Regions from separate parts of the Mus musculus genome. Here region 1 is linked to region 2. The links are chromatin contacts, called in public promoter capture Hi-C maps. All regions are on one chromosome and are shown on one strand. Each heading gives the region's core, a stretch centred on a gene start, on an enhancer-like site or on the middle of the called end of the contact. The rest is flanking DNA. Distances are from core to core; before and after follow the strand shown.

The links. Promoter capture Hi-C pulls out the DNA fragments that hold promoters and counts their contacts.
Region 1: a contact with region 2 is called in a promoter capture Hi-C map of second pharyngeal arch cranial neural crest, with 2.4 times the contacts expected there. The contact joins the enhancer-like site here to the promoter of Peg10 in region 2. A contact is called at or near these places in 4 of 39 promoter capture datasets (cranial neural crest, frontonasal cranial neural crest, neutrophils and 1 more), 1 of 484 Hi-C or Micro-C datasets (embryonic fibroblasts), 5 of 115 datasets of contacts at active chromatin or transcription factors (embryonic limb bud, embryonic midbrain, embryonic stem cells and 2 more) and 1 of 9 other capture datasets (adipose tissue).

The regions. Positions count from the first base shown.
Region 1 is chr6:5,076,457-5,083,126 of GRCm38.p6, reverse strand. It overlaps Ppp1r9a (protein phosphatase 1, regulatory subunit 9A), which reads right to left. Exons shown (of 16, transcript NM_001363809.1): 6 at 5,512-5,647. Among named protein-coding and RNA genes, the nearest start is that of Gm52886, 25 kb to the right of the region's middle. Within about 2 kb of position 4,991, at least 6 of the 459 cell types and tissues checked have an H3K27ac peak or open chromatin away from gene starts, as enhancers often do. A contact at or near this core is called in second pharyngeal arch cranial neural crest, where this site is marked.
Region 2 is chr6:4,741,828-4,748,841 of GRCm38.p6, reverse strand. Peg10 (paternally expressed 10) reads right to left here and starts at 1,536. Exons shown (of 2, transcript NM_130877.2): 1 at 1,264-1,536. It overlaps Sgce (sarcoglycan, epsilon), which reads left to right and starts at 1,638. Exons shown (of 11, transcript NM_011360.3): 1 at 1,638-1,862. The coding sequence starts at 1,754.

The sequences.
Region 1 (6,670 bases), core at 3,742-6,241, 330 kb before region 2:
TTTTCTGCCAAAAAACAAACCTTAAGGAAACGGTTGTTATTGTTATTGCAGTTGCCAGACACTCCTTGCAATTCAGCCACAGTGTTCTAAAATGTTGACAGAAACAATTAAAAGGGGCTTCCTCCCAACCCCAAAACAGCAGGAGAGAAAAACACAGCAGTTCAAATGCTGGCTGGACCACACACTGTCCAGTACAAAGAAGAGACTGCTGGGCCTCTGCACTCAGCTCCCCAGATCATAGACCCAGGGTTACATCTCTTTGCATTGCTATAGTCACAGTAATAAAAAAGCTAGCCACAAACATTGCCAGCTCTTGCTCCCATGGGCCAAGCTGTTTCCAACCAGGAACAGCAAACAGCGTTAAGTCAAACTTAGTGTTAGCCCTGTAATATTTTTCACACAAAAAAGATATCTTTGTAAACATCTTTTAATACTCATGCAATCAAAGTTTTCATTACACCTTTCCTTCCAACTGTTACATGTTCATAGAAACAATAAAAACAAATATTCCCTTGAGTAGCTGCTTTAAATTGTATACAATACATTGAAAGATTCTTCTAGACAAAGTGTCACAGTATGATTATAATGATATGAGTTTCTAGTAACAAAAACAAATAGTAAAAGAAGTTGTATCTTGAAAGAGTCAACTGAAGTGATGATTAATCATGTTATAATCTGTTGCCTAAAGAGAAGTTGAAATGTCACTTGTGATAAAAGGCTTTGGAATGTAATAAATCCTCCATTATCAAAGGATCTTTAAGGAAGTAAAATAGTCATATAACATTATAGTGAGTGTAAACTGATCCCTTTTAACTTCAGATTGACCATATTCATTTTCTACATCAGAGATGCAGCTGCAGTTAGTGCTGTTGCCAGCCTGACCACAGCCTTCAAGCCTTTCAGGCTTCTTAGGTAGAAAGACAGCCAAAAATACAAGTCACTGCAAAAATACATAACAGAACTACATCACCTCACCACACCAGCTGAACACGGACAGTTACAGATTATAATGGAAGATTAAATGTTGGTAAATTTTTCAAGTAAAATTTACCATGCACACAGAGCTTCATTGTATGGTGTTGAGTGAGGGGTTTACTGAATCCTCCCTCCATGGATACATTTCAGATTAGTAAAGAAAGAAACAAAGAAGGAAGAAGAGGAGAGGAAAGGAGAGAGAGGAGAGGAGAGGAGAGGAGAGGAGAGGAGAGGAGAGGAGAAAAGAGAAGAGAAGAGAAGAGAAGAGAAGAGAAGAGAAGAGAAGAGAAGAGAAGAGAAGAGAAGAGAAGACAAGACAAGACAAGACAAAACAAGACAAGACAGACCCAATAAACATTCTTTCTCTTAACCCCAGAAATGCTACCCCTCATTGCAGATGTGCACACATGTGAACCTTTGAGCCTTCGGCTCTCTATCTCCTGCTCTTTGGGGAATCAATGCCCCCATCCTCTGGCCTCCAGGCAGGGCCACTTTATTTGTGCTTTTGAAAATTTGAATGGTTAGCAGAGAGTGCACAGAACGGGAATGCAAATTCAAACAGACCTGGCTGTTTGCTTATTGGAAACTCTTCTAGTTTAAATATTTGGAGAAAAGCAGAAGCAGCAGAAATTTAAATAGTTTGAGGATTATCTATACATTTCAAATTCTATTAGAGCATGACTTATAATTTCCTAAAGCGTTACAGCAGATGAACAGAGGCGTAAGTAATACTCGACAATCTCTCCCTTCACAAAGGGCTAGTGTCCTTTAACAACTGCAGGAAATATTTCTCACATCCAGATGTTTCCTGTACAGCCAATTCAAGCAACCTGTCAACGTGATGTGCTCCAAGTTAAAATGAACCCTGGATAATTTGATCGAAACCAGAAGTGCTGCACCATTCTGTGGGCAATGCTCATCTTGGTGTTCAGTTGGGAAGGAGCTAGCTGTACTTGCTTGCTCTGTATGTAATCAGAGGGTTTCCTGGCTCTGACGAGGGAAGGTCACAGGAGATATTAGCAAACGAAACGATTCTAAATTTGAAATCACAAGATGATTCCAGGAGTTACCAGGGAAGTGGAAAGTCAAGCAACTGATTGTACGCGTTCAGAGCCTGTCCTAACAAAGATACGCAAATCTCCAAACTGCCCAATTATACAGGAAATTAAATCAATTATTCAAGGCCCATCTATCCACTGGATATCCAATATTGGTCCTTCTCATTTCCTTCAGATCTTGGTCATTTTACTTTCCATTAACAGAGAAAGAGGGTAAACAGAAAACAGAGATAAACACCCCAATCCTCCAACTTAATATTTGGTAGTGTTAATGAAAACTCTGGATCAAGCGCCATTCCTAGAAGATGTAAGCGTGGAGTGAGCTCCCATTGTTCACACAGCCTTTATCTCTCCTGTGAAGATGGAATGAATGGCTGCTCTGCCTGTGCCTGCAATGGCCAGTGCTGTGGACACCTGAGAATGGAGAAGGCTGCAGGACAAGCACAAAGCCTGACTGACCTCAGGGAAGTCAGTGCTACTTGCAGTAACACAGAGGGCTCCAGACTTCGACTGTTACAACCCGTAAAAGGAAGAGGACATTCAACTTGATCCTTTTTGTAAAGCATTTCTGTATCAATTAATCTTTCCTTCGGACTCTATGTAGATGATACGCATTGCTGCCTACAGTAAAGCAAATGTCCAAGTATTCAATGCCCCTATTATGAAAAATACAAAACAAAGGCTCACAGACCTGAAGAACGACAAGAAATGCCATCACTCAAAACAAGAATCCTCTTAACATGCTTTGTTGTCCAGTTATTCTGTGTGTCTGAATAGAGACAGAACCATGAGGGCAAACACAGCGTGAGCTTACGCTGTGGGGCTCAGGCTTTGAGGCCAGGGAGAGCATCAAGCTGAAATTTGCTAACCACTAGTGCAGCAGCTAGAAAAAAATCTTGGCTACTAAATTTACAGGGGGAAAATATCTATCTCCAGTGCTTTAGAGGCTCAGTGAGACTGACTCGTAGACAAGTGTATGATCCCAGGTTTTATGCAATCATTTTCCCCTAAAAAAATCCGTTCAAGTGGCAATGAATTCTGTTTGTTTTTGTCAAACAAACACCTAAATAAGCCCCAACATGTAAAGAAGAAACTTTGAGTAATATTATGTCCCTAAGTATGAATGTTCATCAGATTCATTCATTCACTCAAGCTATGAAATTAGAGGAAAATCAGCTCCCCCACCCTCTTTTCCTCTTCTCTCCTTCCCTTTCTCTGACACACACACACACACACACACACACACACACACATACATACACGAGAGGGAGAGAGGCAGACACACAGAGACAAAGACAGGCAGAGGGAGGCAGAGGCAGAGGCAGAGGCAGAGGCAGAGGCAGAGGCAGAGGCAGAGGCAGAGGCAGAGGCAGAGGCAGAGGCAGAGGCAGAGGCAGAGGCAGAGGCAGAGGCAGAGGCAGAGGCAGAGGCAGAGGCAGAGGCAGAGGCAGAGGCAGAGGCAGAGACACAGAGACTCTAAAAGCTTCAGTTGAACTTTTTGGGAGCTAAGTGTGATTAGTCAAATCCTCAAAGTACCTGGAACAAAAATGATTATGAGATATAAAACTTATTTGAGGAGGTTTAAAATGACTGAATTCTCTGAGTGCCAACTCTCTTACTTGTAAACCTCTCTTTAACTAAACACAGGCAAGCAAAACAGAACTAACTTTACATCGAGCAGACCTTGAGCTTAGCATCCTCAGGCATCCTCCCTGTGCTTTCCAAGGGCTGTCCTTATCAGTGTGCTCCCATACCTTACTCTGGACTGGATGACTTATCTAAGTGTGAAACACTAGGCACTGGAAGGAGTTCTGAGATGGAGCCCAACATCTGTACTTTACACCCAAGGACAAAGAGCCTTAGGTGGGCCTCTTCTTTTTCTCACCACTTGATATGTCCCATAGTCCCTAGACTATCAAATATAAAACCTTTCTATCAGTAGAGAAGCACCCATCTAAACTTTAGAAAATGTTCTATAATCCTAGAGAAGGCTTGCAGCCCAGGGGGTTCTAGTAAGCCATACAACACTGGAGCCGGGAAGTGAAAACTGGGCCAAGGCTTTGAGATATTGTGTTTAGTTTCAAAATCTTAGATAATATATTTTTAGATTTAGTATTCCAGTACAATAAGAAAATTCTTGCCAAAATTCCTCCACGAGTGCAAACTGAAATGGAGGAAACAATTGTAAGAGACTATTTCCTCCACGGACAATCATTCTAATATACTACTCTTTGATCTAAAGGTAACTAATGCCAAGTGGGGTGGCCACACTTGTAATCACAGAAGCAGGGAGGCCGAGGGCAAAGGGTTGCTATGAATTCAAAGGCAACCTGGGCTTGCTTGCACAGAGGGAGAACCTGTCTAAAGAAACAAACAAAAACAGAACAAAACAAAATGTTAATCTATATGCCACCTGCAATGGAGTGAAAACTTCATATGTATTTGTTAAAACATGCTAAATTCAACACACATTGGGAAGACCTAAATGTCCCCTCATTAATCTCTTTCTGTGTCCTCGATGAAAGCAAAAATAGAGCCTACATAAATAATACATTTAGATTAGCAGAGGTTGAAGGTATGAAATATTACTATGCTTATGTCAGTCATTAAAATAAAAGGATATTTATTTTATCTGAGCATTTACATGTTTATGAAGTATGAAATACTGCAATTAAATCATTGATGAATCTTTTGACATGCCCATATGAAACATATGAAATTTTGAATGTGTTTGCAATGAAGTGTGCTGTCCCAGCATATCAGCATGCACTTGGCACTGACATGAGACATAGTCCAGTATCTGTGTCTCATTACAGCCCAGAAGGGTTCCAGAGAGCTTTGTTCCCTTGGGGGTTAGTGTTGACTCATTCACTTGATCTTCTACAGAGCTCTGGATGTAAGAGCGTTCCAGTGTGTACCTGTGCCATGGGACATGCACCAATGGAAATGCTTTGCTCTGCACTGTGTTAGCACAAATCACTGTGAGCACATCCAAAAAACGTTCTCTTCCTGGGGTGAGAGGGAAGCCTCTGGAAAGCCTCAGACATCTTCATTTATTTTCTGTTTGTTTGTGCATGTGTGTATGTTTTCATTTAATGTTTTACTGATTTTTCAAAAAAAAAAAAACAAAAACAAAAAAAAGTATTACATACTACTTTAGAACATTTGGAAATGATTAAAAAAATATAAAGCAGAAAGAAAAACCATCTAATCCAACAATACAGCCATTATTTATATGGGTTCTTTGAATGCCTTTTTGTAGGAATTTCTTTTCAATAGTGTATTAAAAGTTAAGACAGATTTGCTTCCGCAGTGTTCACAAACACCAGGAGAATTTCAGGTCCAAATGGCACTTCTTTTCTATGAAGTTGAATTCCAGCTTGGTGTAGACGACACCTTCCCTAGGAAATGGCAAAGAGGTCATAACACGGGAGCAGCACGTGAGAAGTGCAGGAAGGGGAAGAACGGAGGTCCCTACCTCATCGTCGTCAGCATCATACTGGGCATAGTGACGCTCCAGAAGCTCCCGCTGTCGCCGCTCTTGTTCCAGGGTCTGGCTGATCAACTGGGCAACCTCACTCACTTGTCCTGGTTTTTCTCGTCCAATAACGAATCTGCGGGAAGGTTAAGAGAAACTAGTGGAGTACAGTCACAACAGCTAATGAATGTGGTCACACTCAAGCTCGCAGCAGGCTACTTAGACTAAGAGATACTATGACCCATGTATTTGGAACAGCCAAGGGGTGACAGAATTATTCAGCAAGATAAGCGATGTTACACACACAGCTAACAAAGTAGAAGAGGGGTGGCAATAAGGACTGTCCATGAAGAATAACACCCTCAGGAAAGTCACAATTCTTCACACAATTGATGACTTAAGAAAAGGAAGCCAGAACATTGTTTCCTGTATCCAATGACCTAAAACATCTCTATAGCAATGTCCCACAATACTAAAAAACAAACAAACAAACAAACAAACAAACAAAACAAAACAAAACAAAAAACAAAAACCCAAAACAAAACTGCCTAAAAAACATTTTGCAGTAGACCCTATGCTGTAGCTAGGGGAGGAGCATTGATTTTTGATACTTTACAAAGTAGGAGAAATAGAAGAGTTTTGCTCTGTCTCTGTCTCTGTCTCTCTTTCTCCTCTTTCTCTCTTGTGTGTGTGTGTGTTGAGTGGGTGCATTAAAAAGAGGGTGATTCAAGAATTGATATTAATCTTATAAGACACTGAGTTAAAAACGAAACTGGAAAGACATTAACTTTCTGTAAGCCATGTCATCTATGATCAGCCCTTGTAAATAGAATGTGGTTTATTTAACATTACTTCCATGTTAGTACATAAATCTATTTTTCTAAAAATGAAAATAATATGTCTAATATATATATGGTTTCTAAATATGAGTATCATTATTTGAAATGTTACACTTAGTCTTTTCTACACTTAATTGATAAACAATCCTTGATTATAGGATGTTGTTTTAGTCAATCTTAAGTAACACAGATGACCATTTTCTGAATAAGGACACTGATGACCAAAGCTTTCGTTCTTAGTTGCCTCTTCCAAGTGCTTTCACATGGTTTCAAAAAAGACTTAGCTTAGACATAAACTCAGTTGTTCATTATTTCATTTA
Region 2 (7,014 bases), core at 287-2,786:
TTCGTGTCCCCAAGTCCAGTGCACCGTCACCGTCACCTCAATCAATCACCACTAGACAAGGCAGGCCATTCCGCCATCTCCAAAATCCAGCACCCCTCCACTCCACTGCCATAAGCAGGAGTTACGTGGGCAGAATGTTAAAACCAATTTTGGCCTCCCAGGGCTCCATTTTGTTTACCACCAGCACCACCACCATCATGCAGATAGCCGTCCGACAGGAAAACGGAGCCAGTTTTGACCCGAAAGGTGAACTGTGTTGTCCCCTCACCAAGGAGAGATACGTTCTCTCGTCTTCCCAACGCTACTTTCTGTGTCACTTAAGAGGCTGCAGGTCTTATGCCTGTGCCGCAGTTTGTAGCGCATTTTCTAAATTCACTCTTGTTGCGCTTTTGCGTTTGGTTACTCTCCTGCAGCTTTCCAAATTGAATACGTGAAACACGAATCGGTTTTGGGTATCACCGTAGTTCGGGCTGGTTTGTGGCGCATGAAGCGCCCCGTTCGCCCCGTTCACAGGTTCGCCTGTTCGCCCGTTTCATTTGCTCGTTCGTACGCTGAAGCGCATGAAGCGCCCATTAGTACAGTGAAGCGCATGGCGCGCCCATTAGTACAGCGAAGCGCATTAAGCGCTCATTAGTACATCGTAGCACATGAAGCGCCCATTAGTACAGCGAAGCGCATGAAGCGCCCATCAGTTCGTAGCGTGTGAAGTGCCTATGAGTATTTTGTAGCGCATGAAGCGCCTATGAGTATTTTGTAGCGCATGAAGCGCCTATGAGTATTTTGTAGCGCATGAAGCGCCTATGAGTATTTTGTAGCGCATGAAGCGCCTATTAGGATTTTGTAGCGCATGAAGCGCCCGTTAGTTTATCACAGCGCAAGACGCGGCCGTCTGCAGTGCAATCCGTTCGTAGCGCGGCACTTAAGAGTGCAGAGCCAGTCACTTTGCAGCGTATTTGGGGAGCTCATCACAATTCGGTCAGTAGCTCATGTGCGTCTGCAGCTCATCGCTGTCCGCAGCTCATGTGTCTACCGACCATTTCTGGACGCGAGTCGTGGAAACCGAATTCGCGGACCCGAAGCCGTGAAGACTTGCTTTCCACGCTCTCGTCTCAGGATCTGGCCACTGAAGGCTTGACAAAATTTGCGAGGAGATATTTTGGGGGGCGCTACTTTTATCTCCCGCAGCTCCCGATGTAAAACGGGGATTGCGTGTGACCGTTTTCTTGGAGTTAAAAAAAAAAAAAAAATCCTAACCATACTCACCACACGAGGATTCCTCTGCGATGCCACGAAGGATGAGGGGTCCCGCGACGGCCCGGTCCACTGGGTGACCGCGGTCCGGAGAAGGCTCCGGACCGCAGCCCGCGCAGCAGACCTAGGCGAGGCTCGGTGGACCTTCTCGGTTGGCTGCTCTCCCCAGGTCGTAGTTGGTCAGGATTCTTCGACACACACCAACTCAAGTTGGAAACGCGTGTATCGGGAGTCCGGACTGCTTGCCTTATATAGAGAGATCCTAGGAGGGGGGGCGCCAAATCCCAGCGTGCTTCGCGAGCAGCGGGGGCGGAGGGGGGCGCGTGGGCGGGCGCCTTGGGGGATGGGGTGGGGGCGCGGCATGCACTGCTTTGGCCCGCCGCTAGGGGCAGCATGGGCTCAGGAAGGGGGGGTGCGCGATGCTGAACTGGCCAAGCTGGGAGGAAAAAAAGAAAGGGAGGGGAGGGGAGGATCGAGGACGGTTGGCTTAGGCAGGCCAAGAATGCTATTATTCTGGTGGTGGGAGCTGGGAGACCCTTGTGCTTGGACGGGAAAGGGTCGGGGGACACTCAAGATGAGCCCCGCGACCACTGGCACATTCTTACTGACAGGTTAGTGGCCTGCGCGCGACATGGAGGTTCAGGGGCCCACAGGCCGCCGCCTCACACTCCCCCACTCGGGTTCCGGGGTACCAGGGCGTGCCCAAAGGGTGCTAGTCCCGCTCTATGCCCAATGCCTCCCCCTCACAGCACCCCTCTTTCAGGACACCCTGCAGCCCACCTTTTGGGCCAAGTGGGTCCCTCCCCAGGCTTGACCCCTGGCCTTCTCTTTCTCTCTGCACCCCCACGGCCCCTCCCTGTCCAGCAGGGCAGGAATTCAGCTCCAGTTTCCATTAAGAAGGGCGCCCCTCCTCGCCCCCCCAGCCTAGTGGTGGACATCTTCTGATCCCTGAAACAGACTTGGGGGGTCGTTGCCCCTCGGGGTGGGGATGGGGGTTTTATCCCACAATTGAGACTCCCTGGCCTAGATGTGAACCAAAGGACATGTCTGGCCAGCTGCTTTCTCTCTTACACAAAGATGTACATCTTTTCTCATTTTCTGGGATCTGGTTGAGAGAGAAAAAGACCACCAAAATGTGACATTTAAAAGATCGAAGCCCCCCCCCCCCCGCGCGCTTTTTTTTTTTTTTTTTTTTTAAAGCATATTTCCTGGTGGCGCGAACCTGATTTTTCCTTAGGTTTTACCGAACACGGAAGCAGGATCATGAAATTCTGGGAGCCAAACGGCGGTGTGCAGGTCAGGGTCAACCATGGCTGGGGGCCAGAGATGCTGCAAACAGCACCCATTGCCCTACTAAATACGTTACGAAGGGAAAGCAAGAACAATTGAAAACAGCTGTGGATGCTTCCAATGTTCTTGGCGGGCTTTGGAAGCCTTCAGCTACGGACTTTGTGAGGTTTACACGGAGACCTCAGCTTCCCCCCCCACCCCGCGCCGTTTTATGTTTCTAAATCTTGTGGGTGAATGAATGTTTTGGGGAGCAGTAACTGTAGGTTCAAACCTTTGAAACAGGTCACCGAGACTCAGCTCCAAGCATTTCCTTGGCTTGAAACATAAACCTGTAAATTTTTTTTGTTTGTTTGTTTGTTGTTGTTGTTTTGTTAGAGAAATTTGCAAAGGAACAAGGCATTCAAATACTGACTGGGAAAGGATGTTAAATAAAACCTTAATTCGGATTCCCACCTAAGCTGCTCAAAGTCTTAGGTGCTGAGAAAATTAACAATCTGTTGCTAATCTTTGTCAAAAAAGTTAAGGTTAAAAGGAAAATCAAATTGTCTACAACTGAGTTAGATTTATAAATCACAGATGAAACATATTTGTTTTTTAAAGACTAAAACTGAGCATATTTCAGCAATACTTCTGCAGCATTTTTTTTCCTTAAAGGAAAAACAAGACTTTGACCCATTGTGAACGACAGGACCCTGCGCTGTACAAAGCATTAAGCTTTTTAGCACTAAGCAAAACTCATTCATTTCCTGGGAATCTACTTATTAGAAATTAAATGTTGACCTCCAGAAATAAATAAGTGCAGATTTCCAAGAGCAAAGGACATTTATCTAGGAAATTGGGCGAACATAATCATTACTTTTAATTTAAAAGTGTTTATCCTTTTCTGCAAGACAGACTGATTCCAGGATTTTAAAACAATGTTTATTTAACAGTCCCTGTTCCGGTGACTGCGGGACTCTCATATGCTTACGAGCAATTTCTTTCACCCTCAAAGTTAATTCACCAAGCTGTTCACTGAGAGCTTTTTAAGAGTTCACTTTTAAAAAACTGACACTTACAGAAAACATGGATCTAAAAAGTAAGGAAAATTCAAGTTTTAAAAATCACCCATCTTTCAGAGCTTAAATTTATTTGACTTTTTCATTTCAAAATGTTAGCCAGTATTTTTATTTTTTGATTGATTGACGGCCTAAAAAATAGATATGGCTTTGTTGGTACTTGTGTAATAATAGTAATTCTCTCTCATGGTCCAAGTTCCAGAAGGTACCTTACTAAGGCAACCAAGATCACCTGTGACATCCTTGGCTTGCTCTGGTGTCGGCAAAGTGCGGTTTGCCCTTCCAGACTTCCCTCTATGCTTACAGAGGGATCTAAAGAATATGGGTTTTTATAGGGTTGTATATACTTTTTTTTCTCAAAATTAAATATTGAATCAAATTAATTTCTTCCCCTGTTTTCTTTCCAAGTAGTGGATTTTGAGCATCAAATAATACTAATTTTACAATTTTCTTTAAAAATAAGCAACATTAAATTAATATTTCCTGATTGAGGTATATGAACAGCAACAACACCTAAGTATTTCAAACCAACGAGCTGAGCCGTGGCTCCCCGCCTCAGGATTATCACATGGAGATATAATTCTGATCAATATCCTTGATGCTTTTTAATGCTTGATACACCTTTTTTTTTTTTAACTTTATTCAAATTATAGTTCTCCTAGGGAAAAGGCAATAGCAGCTGTTTAGGTAAAACTTTCTTGCTAGCTGAAAGAACAAACAATATTTAAGTGAATAGACAAAATTAATTGACACTTGAGCATTTAACTAACATTAAATACCAATATGTCCTAATACTGATAGATTGATAGATAAGATCTTAAGCACTTATGGTATTTACTATCCAGGTGACTTTTAAGATTTTTTTCCCCCGTGTGGATTATTTTGTGCCGGCTTTTCACAAGGGTGAGTGAAGCTACGCCGTGTTACTATGCATCGTTCACTTCACTAGGTAACTAGCTGCTCTTTGTATTGGAACATTTTATCCATTTTTGAAGAGTGCTCAGGAGCTATCATCTCTTGCTTTACCACCATTTTTAGTTCAGAGTGGAGTGACAGAACTCTGTATTAACACTAAGCAGGATTTTGACATCGCACATCTTCTGTTTATACATTTTACCTATTTTGTGGCAATTTGCCCCGTATCTATGAAGCTGTTGATTTATCTCTTATATTTAGGATAAGTTCTAGAGGAGTAAGAAGGTTTATAGTTCAAAGCTAAGGTAGAGATTTCACAAGACAAATAATAGACTACCTATTTGGGCATTTTATCCTTTTTTAATGAGAAATTGATATTGATATGGATATGAATGTGCTTATTTTCTGCCTGTAGTTGGCTTAGCTTCTAGGGTACTAGGAGTAAATCATTTCTAAACAAGATAAAGATTTCACTTTTGAAAGAGTAACTAAGGTTTGAATTGGGTTTTTTTTTTTTTAATCTGTTATTATAACAGCTTGCCATAAATCTAGCAGCTATTGGTTTATCTTGTGTATATATAGCATAACTTCATTTGTGGAGTAAATTATGTCTCTCAGCCAGCTGGAATTTTCACTTGTCTCACAGACTTTACAGACGGCAATGAACACACCATAAAAACGGGCTAGAGATAACCTGAGTGTGACAGATAGCCCGAGTTCAGCTTCAAACACTAGTTTCCCATGGATGAAAATCACCCTTAAAGAAAAGGCTAAAGCAGCAAAGACATGCTGGGTTTTTAAAAATGTTTCAAGTTAAATACTCAGATTGTTTGTGGATCTGATAAGCACAGTGCTTACACATGATGCTTCTTTCCCTCCACAATTAGTCCACACTCCGTTTCTTTTCTATTTGTCCTGTTTGTCCACACAGTCTATCCTACCTGATCTTTTTTTTTTTTCATCTTTACATTTTCATAGTCTCTATTCTAAACATCTAAATATACATCCTGTTTATTATTTATTTTATTTCAGAGTCTCAGTGTGAAAAAGGACCCCATCTAATCAGATGACACGGGTTGGGTTTGTCTGTTCTGTACTTGGGCTAGAAGGGAACCTTTGTACTTTGCTCTGTTTTTGGTTCCTATCCCCTGTTTTCCATATGTTCCTAACCTGTCAAACAGAGAAAGGCAGACAGATAGAGAGATGAACTGCACACACACACACACACACACACACACACACACACACACATGGGTGCGCGGGCACATCATCCAGACTTCTTTTTCTAAAATGCCGTATCTTGTTTTCTAGTCTACTCTTAACTATGTTATCAGCTTATTAAGTCTAAATAGCAATTTGGCGTTGAAAAAAAGGAAAGAGTGGGGAAAGAGAAAGAAGACAATGCTAATGGAAAGAAAGCAAGGCTGATTCTCCCAGGGATCAACAAGTCCTATCAGAGACTATTTTTCTGCTTAGCGTTTTCTGGTTGGAAAGAGATTCTCAATGGTCTAAAGCCATTTGACATCAACTGTGTCCAAGCCAAATTCTCTGCACATGATTTTCATTGTTAATTTTTTTTAAAGATGTGTAACTGTAGTAAAGATAGCAATGAATTAAACAACGATAACAGCAAAACCCAAACAGTCTCACAGCCTGCCACAGACATTTGCACTGCTGCTCTTGCCTTCCTGGGCTTTGCTCTGTGTATATGTATATTTCCATAGACTTGTACCTCTAAGCCGTGTGGGTCCTTTACGTCTTATTTTGAAAGATAAGTGAGTCTTGCTTTCAGGGAAGCAGTTGGTGGGCTGTAGGCGGATGATGTTCAGAGGGTCTGCAAATTAATTAGCAGGATTGTTGCATAAGCTGGAGACTGGCTGGGACCTGTGCTGGCCAGGTGTGTATAGGTTACTGGGTTTGAAGAAGGGAGAGATCTGGGTAAGGTCACAGATCTTTACAATGGGTCACTTCTTGTTTAATGTTGGCACACATGATTTTTGACAAAGATCTAGAGGGCTTGCTTTACAATTCATGGGTGACTGTTACAAACAGATAACAGAATTTAGGATTAAATACCATTTGAGTTTAGTGCTTAGCTGCAAGTACAAAATATAGCAATCAGGGAACTATAATTCACTGACATGAAGAGAAGCAGAGTGACTTGTGTGTTGTTCTTGTTCTTTAGGAAGATCAGGGAGAAGTTATGGCAAGATGTGCCTTATAAAAATAAACATGCAGGTTAGACTGTGATGTTAACATAAAAATGATAGACCTTGCTCTGTTCAACCCCATCTGTAGCATCATGCTCATTTCTGGTCGTCAGTTTGGAGAGAGTAGTTGACAAATTAGACAACTTGCAAAACAGTCTGTGGGGTTGGTGAGTGTCTAGCAACTCTATCACAGTGGGTATTCTCAAAGGGTCTGGAAATGTTTAGTTTGAAGTAAACTCTCTTTTGTTTGCTTCAGAGGGCAGAATCAGAGTGAGTGGGCAAACGTGCAG